Regions from separate parts of the Macaca mulatta genome. Here region 2 is linked to region 1. A link is a contact called in public Hi-C data. All regions are on one chromosome and are shown on one strand. Each heading gives the region's core, a stretch centred on a gene start, on an enhancer-like site or on the middle of the called end of the contact. The rest is flanking DNA. Distances are from core to core; before and after follow the strand shown.

Region 1 (5,200 bases), core at 1,595-4,094:
AAACTTTTGTTTCATATGTGTATCCTGGATCACAGTCAAAAGTTTTAACACAGAAACTAGATTACAGGCTAGACATAATGGTGGAAGGAGTAGGAGGAGCCAGAGACACCTGCATCTGTTTGACAAAAACAGGGAAGCGAGAAGGAGCCAGTTTCTGGGGGAAGACAGTGACTTTCATTTTGGAGGCATCAGTTCTGGTTTACAGTAAATCAGGCAATAGTTGTCTCTTTCCTTTGTATTTCTGGCACTAGTCAAAGCATATTTCTGAATAAATGCTTTCAGGAAGGAGGGTGATTCCCCTATAGGTCATTCATAATTATTTCTCAAGAAGAGGGGGGATGCTTTACTGGGGAAAACCACATTGATTGAACTCTTATCTTGTGCTGGGTTCTTTGCATCCAGTTTCTCATTCATCCTCCAAGCAGCCCTGTGCAGTAGGTACCATTAACTCTGTTTTACAGATGAGGAAGGTGAGGTTCAGAGAGGATAAGAAACTGCCTAAGGTGATGCAGTTAGTAAGTGATAAAGTGTGTCTTGCTAGCGACTCAGACTGTCTTTGAAAGCATCACCAGGACTTCTTATGGCCTCACGTATTAGTTTATTAGGGCTGCTGTAACAAATGACCACAAACTGGGTGGCTTAAAGCAACAGACATTTATTCTCTCCAGTTCAGGAGGCTGGAAGCCCAAAATCAAGGTGTTATCTGGGCTGGTTCCTTCAAAGGGCTCTGAGGGGACTCTGGCCCATGCCTCTCTCCTAGTTTCTAGTGACTGCTGGCAACACTTGGTCTTCCTGGGCTTGTAGATGCATCATTCCAATCTCCACTTCCATCTTCACATGGCATTCACAGGGCCATCTTCTCATAAGAACAGCAGTCATGTTGGATTAGTCCCTGCCCCAGTCCAGCGTGTCCTCATTTTAATTAGTTACATCTACAATGGCCTTATTTGGAAAAATAAGGTACTGGGGATTAGGACTTCAACAAATTTGTTTTGAGGGATGCAATTCAATCATAACATCTCAGTAAGGTGAATAAGCCCTACAGTTGAGGAAATTATTTCCTCCTGATTTTGCAGAAAAAGTTGATGTAATTTCTTGTTAGATTCGTAAGTTGATGTAATTTGTTGTTAGATTCGTAAGTTCCCCAGAAACTGCCAAGGTACCTAGACTTCCTATGAGAAAATTTCTTTTCTTTTTCTTTTCTTTTTTTTTTTTTTGAGACAAGGTCTGGCTCTGTCCCCCAGGCCGGAGTGTGGTGACACGATCTCCACTCACTGCAACCTCTACCTCGCGGGCTCAGGTGATTCTCCCACCTCAGCCTCTTCAGTAGTTGGGATAACAGGCATGCTCCACCACACCCGGCTAATTTTTTAGTAGAGACGGGGTTTCGCCATGTTGCCCAGGATGGTCTGGAACTCGAGAGCTCAAGGGATCAGCCCGTCTCGGCCTCCCAAAGTGCTGGAATTACAGACTCGAGCCACTGCTCCCAACCAGCACATTTTATTAATACTTATGATTCCCCCACATCCCCACTGCCTTCCAGACACAAAACAATCAATCCATTGCTGCCTCATAAAAACACAAACTCATCACCTTTCCCTCCCTCCTGGAATTCCCCGTTTTTCACAAAACTGGCTCCCCATCTTCCAGAAAGAATCCGTTTCTTTCCACTCTCCTTACATCTCCCAGGTTCAATTCCCTACGGTTGGCCGGGCGCAGTGGCTCACGCCTGTAATCCCAGCACTTTGGGAGGCCGACGTGGGCGGATCACCTGAGGTCAGGAGGTCAAGACCAAACTGGCCAACATGGTGAAACCCGTCTCTACCAAAAATACAAAAATTAGCCGGGCGTGGTGGCGCGCGCCTGTAATCCCAGCTACTCGGGAGGCTGAGGCACGAGAATCGCTTGAAATCGGGAGGCGGAGGTTGCAGCGAGATCGCACCACTGCACTCCAGCCTGGGCGACAGAGCAAGACTGTCCAAAAAAAAAAAAAAAAAAGAAAGAAAAAAATCCTTACGGTTGCCTCTCCCCTGGGAAGAGGAGAGGCAACTTCTCTTTGCTGCCAGGCTCTTCACCTCCAATCCAGCCTCACATTCGGTATACAGTATATGGCCAATTTTCTAGAAACACATCTCCAGTCTGACTCTGCAAATCATAAACCTCGGGGACTTCAGGCATTTTCCTCCCTGGTGGAGTATTCAACTGCTCCACCCAGCATTCAAGGACAAACTCAATTCGGCGCCACATTCATCTCCCTTTATCCCTTCTAAGTGGAATACCGCTCCAGCGCCAACGCAATCTCCTCCTCCCTCGCCCTTCCCTAATCCCTTGCCTGCCCTGTTTCCCTGTTGAGCTCCTGAAACACTTCGCATCTCTCCCCGTTATTCCAGTCTATCTGGTGAAAAGGTTATTTGAGGACCTTGTCTACGCTGCCCCCACCAGATCCCGCTCCCGGCGCCACAGGCTGGGCCCCAACAGGAGCTCCTCAATCTAAGTGTCTACGAGAAACCCAGGGAGTCTCCACGAAGGAGGGACTTTGCCCACTAGAGACTAACACTGGCCTCCGAATTGCCTTCCTGGAGATTCGGCCTAGCGGCTCTCAGGAGTCGGGAGGGGCAAGAACGTCTCCCCGGTGCAGTGGAAGAAGACTGCCGGCCAGCCCGGGACTCGGAATCCGGGGCCAGGGCCTCGGCAGGCGCCCGCTCGGAAGCCGGCAGCGCAGACGCAGACAACCCACTGCTCAGCGGGACACATCTCCGGCCTTGCGCCGGAACGCCGCTTGGACAACAACCTTTCCGCCGAGTGCAGGCCGAGCGCTTTTGGGCGCAGCACGCAGGAACCGGAAGTCAATGGAGGAAGACCAGACCTACTGACTCAATTTGGAGATGAGCGGCCCTACCCTCTTCATGGCGGGAGGTAGGGTGCTTGGCACACTGGGGTAGTTTCCTGTCTGTCACTAGCCTCTGACCCTAGAGGCTAATGGAATAGGGCTGGAGGTATTCTGGAGGAACCTGGAGTGTTTCCTTCCTCATGTCCCTCATGTCCCTTGTTCAGGCCCCTCTCTTGGAGCCCCAGCCTAGTTGACGGGGCGGTTTTCGGAACATTTGTGCTTCCCTGGCCTCAGGTTCCACAGGTGGCTCCTCAGAGTGGGCGGATGGTTCAGATTCTCACAGCCGCTTGCTTACCTCTGGCCGCATTACTTTCCTGTGGCTGCGATGTTAGAGTGACTTCCCACTGGTTTTACAAAGTTATGCATTGTATGGTGTTTCTCATACTTGCAAAAACGTCATGGTAGAAATCTTGAAAAGTGTACGGAAGAAAATAAAACTGCCCTTAAATCTACCACTTAGCTGAAACATTTCTTTTTTTTTTTTTTTTTTTTTTTTTTTTTTTTTTTTTTTGAGACGGAGTCTCACGCTGTTGCCCAGGCTGGAGTGCAGTGGCGCGATCTCGGCTCACTGCAAGCTCCGCCTCCTGGGTTCACGCCATTCTCCTGCCTCAGCCTCCTGAGTAGCTAGGACTACAGGCGCCCGCCACCGCGCCCGGCTAATTTTTTGTATTTTTAGTAGAGACGGGGTTTCACTGTGGTCTCGATCTCCTGACCTTGTGATCCGCCCGCCTCGGCCTCCCAAAGTGCTGGGATTACAGGCTTGAGCCACCGCGCCCGGCGAAACATTTCTTATAAACGTATAAAATTTAATTTTATTCAGTTCCACCAGATGAGATACTAAAATGTGAAAATGGAAGTGAAGAGAAACCTTTTTTTTTTTTTTTTTTTTGAAACGAGTTACACTCATGTTGCCCAAACTGGAATGCAATGGTGTGATCTGGGCTCACCGCAACCTCCGCCTTCCGGGTTAAAGCGATTCTCCTGCCTCAGCCTCCTGAAGGTAGCTGGGATTACAGGCATACGCCACCACGCCCGGCTAATTTTGTATGTTTAGTAGAGTCAGGGTTTCTCCATATTGGTCAGGCTGGTCTCGAACTCCCGACCTCAGGTGATCCTCCCACCTCGGCTCCAAAAGTGCCAGGATTATAGGCGTGAGCCACTACGCCCGGCCTAAGACAAACCTTAACAGGAAATATTAGTTACAAAAAGATTCCTCTAAATTAAAAATATCAAAAACGTTAAGCAGTTGGAATAATTATTTCAACTACCTTCTTCCTAATGGGTGTAAAATACAGTTTTCTAGGTAGTAAAACTTTGGACTGACCCATAAAAATCGGAAGACATCTCTTGAAACAACAAAAGCTGTATTTAAAACTCTATGTAATATAGTTTAAAAACTAATCCTCTTTTAAAGATGATTCTCCAGGACAATTTAATATTGTCCTCTACTAGTTCTTAAATTCCGGGAAAGTATTTGTGACTTTGCAAAGGATCTAGTCAAGCTTGCAACTAACACTAAAGGAAGTAGGACATCCAACTTACATTTTGCTACATTTTCCTTTTAGAGAGGTGGAGATGCTTTCTGGCCCCGTCGAGGTCATCCCTGTTCCGGGTCTTACATAATTCCTGCTGTCGGAAAAAATCCACTACACCTAAGAAAATTACTCCCAATGTTACATTTTGTGATGAAAATGCAAAGGAGCCTGAAAATGCACTTGACAAGCTCTTCTCTTCAGAACAGCAGGCTTCCATCTTGCATGTGTTGAATACAGCATCTACTAAAGAACTTGAAGCTTTCAGATTGCTTCGTGGAAGAAGGTCCATCAATATCGTAAAGCACAGAGAAAACTTTGGGCGATTTCAGAATTTAGAGAGTTTAATGAATGTGCCCTTGTTTAAGTATAAAAGTACAGTTCAAGTTTGTAACTCCATACTTTGTCCAAAGACTGGAGGGGAAAAAAGAAAGTTACTGGAAAACCGGTTCCTGAGAAAGCTCCTCAAACCAGACATAGAAAGAGAAAGACTTAAGGTATATTCTTCATGTCTGCTATACTGCCTAATATTTGAGAACCTACTCTGGAAAGCAGTCTTCTGGGCATTGGGTTGGGAAGTGGCTAAGACAAGGTTCTTCAGGTTTAGTTGGCAAGTATATGGTCACTACCAAATAATGAGATGTACAGATAGTAAATTGGCAGTTGAGAGGAGAGAAAACAATGGGCTGTGACTGTTGTGGAAAGTTTACTGGAAAAACTCAATTTAGATCTTAAAGGAGAGATCCTTTGGCTGGGAGAGGAGGGGATTCTAGGTAGA
Region 2 (5,200 bases), core at 722-3,221, 120 kb before region 1:
TTCATGGCCAAGTAAGGTGGCTCACACCTGTAATCCCTGCACTTTGGGAGGCTGAGACGGACAGATCACCTGAGGTCAGGAATTTGAGACCAGCTTGGCCAACATGGTAAAACCTCATCTCTACTAAAAATACAAAAAAAAAAAATTAGGCGTGGTGACATGTGCCTTTAGTCCCAGCTACTTGGGAGGCTGAAGTGGGAGAATCTCCTGAACCCGGGAGGCGGAAGTTGCAGTGAGCCAAGATCACGGCACTGAACTCCAGCCTCGGTGACAGAGCGAGGCGCTGTCTCAAAACAACAACAACAACAAACTATTTCATCATATATTTGAGGATCTGGTTTTTTAAGCAAGTCGTCTACTCACTTTCCCTACCTTGCTCCAAAAGCATAAGCAGGAATCATATATTAAATAACACCTTCCTGAACTTTGTCAAGGAAGTCCGTGAAAAATACAGATTAAGATATAGTTATAAATAAAAATTAAAATTTACAACTGCAAATCAAAAAGTAAACTATGGCTGGCTAAGCTTACCCCTAAATTCTAATTCTAAAGGAAGATTTCTCCAAACAGCAGGTGGATGAAATTTCAATGAACATCAAAGAACGCTACAGAAGAGGGTAAAAAATGTGTTAACTTTCCTTGGGAGTCCATCATGGTGACCCTGAGGGGTTACTAAGAATGAAATAATGATTTAGAATAGAATGCTTCGAAACAGCAATGGCAGAGTATTAACAAATGTATTAACACTTTAAAACAAACAATCCAGTTGTCCCCGGCCCACTTTCTTATTTTAGTCCTAGCACATGAGTCACATAACTTGCAGACTGATAACAAGAAGTCCCCGCTGCTGTGTCCTCATGTCAGTGACAGAGGCAACTCTCCTTTATTATATTTTCAAAAGGTGAAATGTATGAAATTTCTGGGTGGGGGGAGATACCAAATGTCTGTGTGCCTATAGTTATTAATAAGTTAACTACCAAGTAATTACGGAAAAAATAATGCTTAAAAAGAGGGCAAAGATTAGGCTTTAGGGTAACAATAATTGGACCCTCCCCAGATAATTCTAATTCATTGAACGCTTGCATAACTCGAAGTTGAGAAAAAATTTTTGAGGAAATATCTCGAGTACCAGAAGTTAGTCCAATGCAAAGTACAAGTGCTACTAAAAAGGATCCGGCCCTTTCCACTACTCACATCTTAATGTAATGCATAAAGGGAGCGAAGACTGCGAGTGCCCAAAAAGATGCAGAAACCTGACCTTGCCCACAAGTCGAATAGTTCTGCACCCCTCCCCCAGCTTCCCCGGGAGCCGGTTCACGCAATCCCAATTGGTCAGTCTGCTTATTCCAGCACCTGCCTGGCAGTGACAAGGGAATCTCCAGGGGAAGACGAGAAGCTCTGAAAGGAGGCGGCCTGGGAAACTGTGAGGCCCAGAAGTACAGGGTTTGAAAAGGAAAAGGAGAGAACCTTCGAAGGGATGAGGTCGGGCGGTTAGGGGCTAATGGGAACATGGCTTGCGAGGACGGCTGGGGAACAGGGAAAGGAGATCTCTGGAGGGCCCAGGTGAGGTGACAGGATGAGGGCCGCCGGCGGGCAGCCAAAAGAGAAGAGCGAAGGGGCTGGAAGGCCTAGAAACACACGCGGAGAGAGGCGAGAGGAGCTGTGAGGCGCGAGAAGGGCCCAGGCTGCAAAGGTTAGCGCTGCAGGGGCGACAGGGGCTGCAGGGGCAGGGAGGGCAGGGACTCAGGGGCCGGCCCTAGAGCGTGGACTCACGTTCTCCCACCAGCAGGATCCGCACGTCTTTCTTCATGTCGGCGGCTCTCGGGGGCCGGCCTCCGCCCGCACGCATGGAGTGGACTCCTCTCACCGGGAGCGCCCACCCCACGGCGCCACCTGCCAGCCTCTTCGGCCGCCGAGGCCCGCCGTGCCGCCCCCTCAGTTGCTTCCCTGCAAGAGAGCTGGGACAGCACCAGCTCCGCCTCCTCCGGCCCAGCGGGCGGCGGCGGCGGGGACGACGGCACGCGGCGAGGGACACGGGCTTTCGGAACGCGAACGCTCTCAGCGCCGGAACAGCGTTCCCGCGGCCACGCAGCCGCAGCGCAGGCCCAGGGAGCCTCACCCACCCTCCTCTGGGCACCGCGACCCGGGAGACGCTTGGGCCCGGAATTTGAATGGCGGATTCCCTGGTTTAACCCCATTTATTTTATAGACAGGGACAGAAATTCCCTGTTCAAAGTCACATAGCTAGAGCTTGGCAGTGACTCAGAGCAGGGATCTTCTCACCAGACTCTAAACTCTGGGAGAGCAGCAATCTGCTTGCATGGTTTTCGGTTGCGTCCCCACGTTATTGGACAGAGCCCTCAGAAAATGCTTTAGAATAGGGCGACTGGCTCCCAGGATCCGGCGCTTTCCACTTTCGAAAGCCCGTCACACTAGTTGCTTTTGCCTGTGATGCTTGTAAAATACGATTATAAGATTCGTTTTTATGCTGTGTGAACAGACTCCTTTCTTTATAACCAAACTAAGTGACTTTTTTTTCTGTCTCTGTAGTTTATTTTATGGCAGGGTTTTCGGATACTCTACTCAGGCTTACCCGGCGTAATGCTAGACACGGAGGTGGCACTGGATAATAAACTCTAAATGATTTTTCTAACATTGCCTTAATTTTCTCTTGACCCTCTCCATCTGGAGGAATTTGTTGCTACATGCTTAATGTTTGGTACACGATGAGAAAATACACACACACACACACGCGCGCGCGTGCGAATATGCGTCACATCCCTAATGCTTGGCACACAGTGGGAAATATAAAACACATAAATTAATGAGGAGGCACTATCTGTGCATAATGTACCTTTTTTCTATCTTAAATATTACATAATGAACATTTAAAGGGAATGAAATGTGCCTAATACCAATCTCCCTTTCGCGTAGAAGTCACGTGGTCTCTTGCAGCAGTTAAGAGTTGCTGGCAAATTTCCTGGGTTTGAATCTCGGCTCCACATAATAGCTCTGTGATCCTAAGTAAGTGCTTTTATTTTTACTTCTCTCAGCCACTGTTTCTTCTTCTGTAGCATGGAAATAATGATGATAATACCTTCCTCTTGAGATGGTTGTTAGTAATAAATACCATAATACTTGTCAAGCAGTTGATACAGTGCCAGACTCAAGAGTGTGTGCCCTACTGATCTCAGCTATCATTATTATCATATTAAAAAGTTATTAAAAAGTTTTAATCCACAGGTTTTTTTGTTTTTTGTTTTTTGTTTTTTTTGAAACTGAGTCTTGCTCTGTTGCCCAGACTGGTGTGCAGTGGCGCCATCTCGGCTCACTGCAAGCTCCGCCTCCTGGGTTCATGCCATTCTCCTGCCTCAGCCTCCCGAGTAGCTGGGACTGCCGGTGCCCGCCACCACACCCGGCTAATTTTTTTGTATTTTTAGTAGAGACGGGGTTTCACCATGTTAGCCAGGATGGTCTCGATCTCCTGAATGGAAATGTGAAGTTCAGGAGGCTTGGTTACCTGATCTTTCAGGGAAAAGTAGCCCTCAGAATTTTAGTGTTACAAAATGTTTGAGTTGGAAGAACCCTGATAGAGCTCCTATTCCAATCCCATTACTCTGTAGATAAGAAAAGCAAGGCCCACAGAGACACAGTGACCTGGCACAGATGGCATGGCTGAGGCTGAGCTTTGTTCTGCCATTCCTAGTGCATACTCTAGGGCAACTCATGTCACCTAGTTGTGCCTCAGTTTCCTCTCTACCAAGTGAAGGCTATGATCTCTTCCTTATGAAGTTGTTTGGAGGAGCTCATAAAATAATGTATTTTATGTGAATAATGTATTTCATATGAGTAATGTAATGAACTATAAATCTTTTTCCTTAAAAAAAAAAAGTTATACAAATATCAGAGCACAGAGGACAAAAGCCTTTTACAGAGGGGCAAATTATTTAGGGCACTGCTTGCACCACACAGCTTTGTGAAGAATCTCGGAGCTAGCCTAGGAGCTCTCAATCAGCGTTGCCAGTTAATGACAATGTTGTTTCATTGGGGCTTCTCCAGGAGGGTGAGCAGTAACAAGGTCTTCATGGGGTTGTAGATGTGTACTGGGTAATGTCTGGTAGGCAGGGGCTGGGAAAAAGCATTTATTTAGAGGGATATCACAGAGATAATATTGCAAAGAACTCCTTTGTAAATAAAACTTACTTAAAAATCCATATCCAGTCAGGTATGCTGTTTCAACACCTATAATCCCAAAGCTTGGGGTAGCTGAGGTGGGAGGAGCTCTTGAGGCCAGGAGTTCAAGACAAGAAACATCGAAACCCCATCTCTACAAAAAATAAACAAATTAGCTGGGCGTGGTGGCATGCACCTGTAGTTCTAGCTGGGAGGCTGAGGTGGGAGGATCACTGGAGACCAGGAGTTGGAGGCTGCAGTGGGCTATGATCGCACCATTGCACTCAAGCCTGGGTGACGGAGCCAGAGTCTGTCTCTAAATTAAAAAAAATAAAAATCTGACTAGGGCACAATAGCTCACACCTGTAATCCTAGCACTTTGGGAGGCCGAGGTGGGAGGATCACTTGCGCTCAGGAGTTTGAGAGCAGCCTGGCCAACATAGCGAAAACCCGCCTCTACTAAAAATACAAAAGTTAGCTGGGTGTGGTGGCGCATGCCTGTAATCCCAGCTATTCGGGAGGCTGAGGCAGGAGAATCGCTTGAACCCAGGAGGTGGAGGTTGTAGTGAGCTGAGATCACACCACTGCAGTCCAGCCTGGGTGACAGAGTGAGACTCCATCTCAGAAAAAAAAAAAAAAAAACCTAACTCAATAACTGCAGAAAAGAGGCAACATCAAGCACTTTCAGCGAGCAATGGATATGGTTTGGTACAAACTGAGGCCAGCACTTGCTAAAGTTGGGGAGAGGGAGTCTGGTATGCCAGGGTTTGCCTCCCCTGCAATGTAAGTTTCTTTATACAGTCCGCAGCCATCTCCTGATCATCTATACGTCTGCCAGTTTGACTCCCTAACTTGCCTTAAACCTTATGCCCTCCTTATGATGTTAACAAATGTCCACTAGGGGTCACTCTGATGTTCTCCTGGAGACAGCACAGGTCGGTGGTTAAAGCAGGGAAGCTTGGCTGGGGATGAGAGGATTGCTTGAGCCCAGGAGTTCGAGACCTGCCTGAATAACATAGGGAGACCC

What was found. Hi-C and Micro-C count contacts between places; a contact is called where the count stands out from the background.
Region 2: a Hi-C map of liver shows a contact between it and region 1, with 2.8 times the contacts expected there. The contact joins the promoter of RHOT1 here to the promoter of TEFM in region 1. A contact is called at or near these places in 2 of 14 Hi-C or Micro-C datasets (fetal cortical plate and liver).

What each region holds. Positions count from the first base shown.
Region 1 is chr16:41,587,559-41,592,758 of T2T-MMU8v2.0, reverse strand. It overlaps TEFM (transcription elongation factor, mitochondrial), which reads left to right and starts at 2,844. Exons shown (of 4, transcript XM_001112593.5): 1 at 2,844-2,916; 2 at 4,456-4,919. The coding sequence starts at 2,886. It overlaps LOC114673090 (a long non-coding RNA gene), which reads right to left and starts at 2,750. Exons shown (of 2, transcript XR_013406285.1): 1 at 2,556-2,750; 2 at 576-856.
Region 2 is chr16:41,711,056-41,716,255 of T2T-MMU8v2.0, reverse strand. RHOT1 (ras homolog family member T1) reads right to left here and starts at 1,971. Exons shown (of 18, transcript XM_077970756.1): 1 at 1,774-1,971. It overlaps LOC114673091 (a long non-coding RNA gene), which reads left to right and starts at 2,892. Exons shown (of 3, transcript XR_003723690.2): 1 at 2,892-3,024. It also overlaps the pseudogene LOC144335206.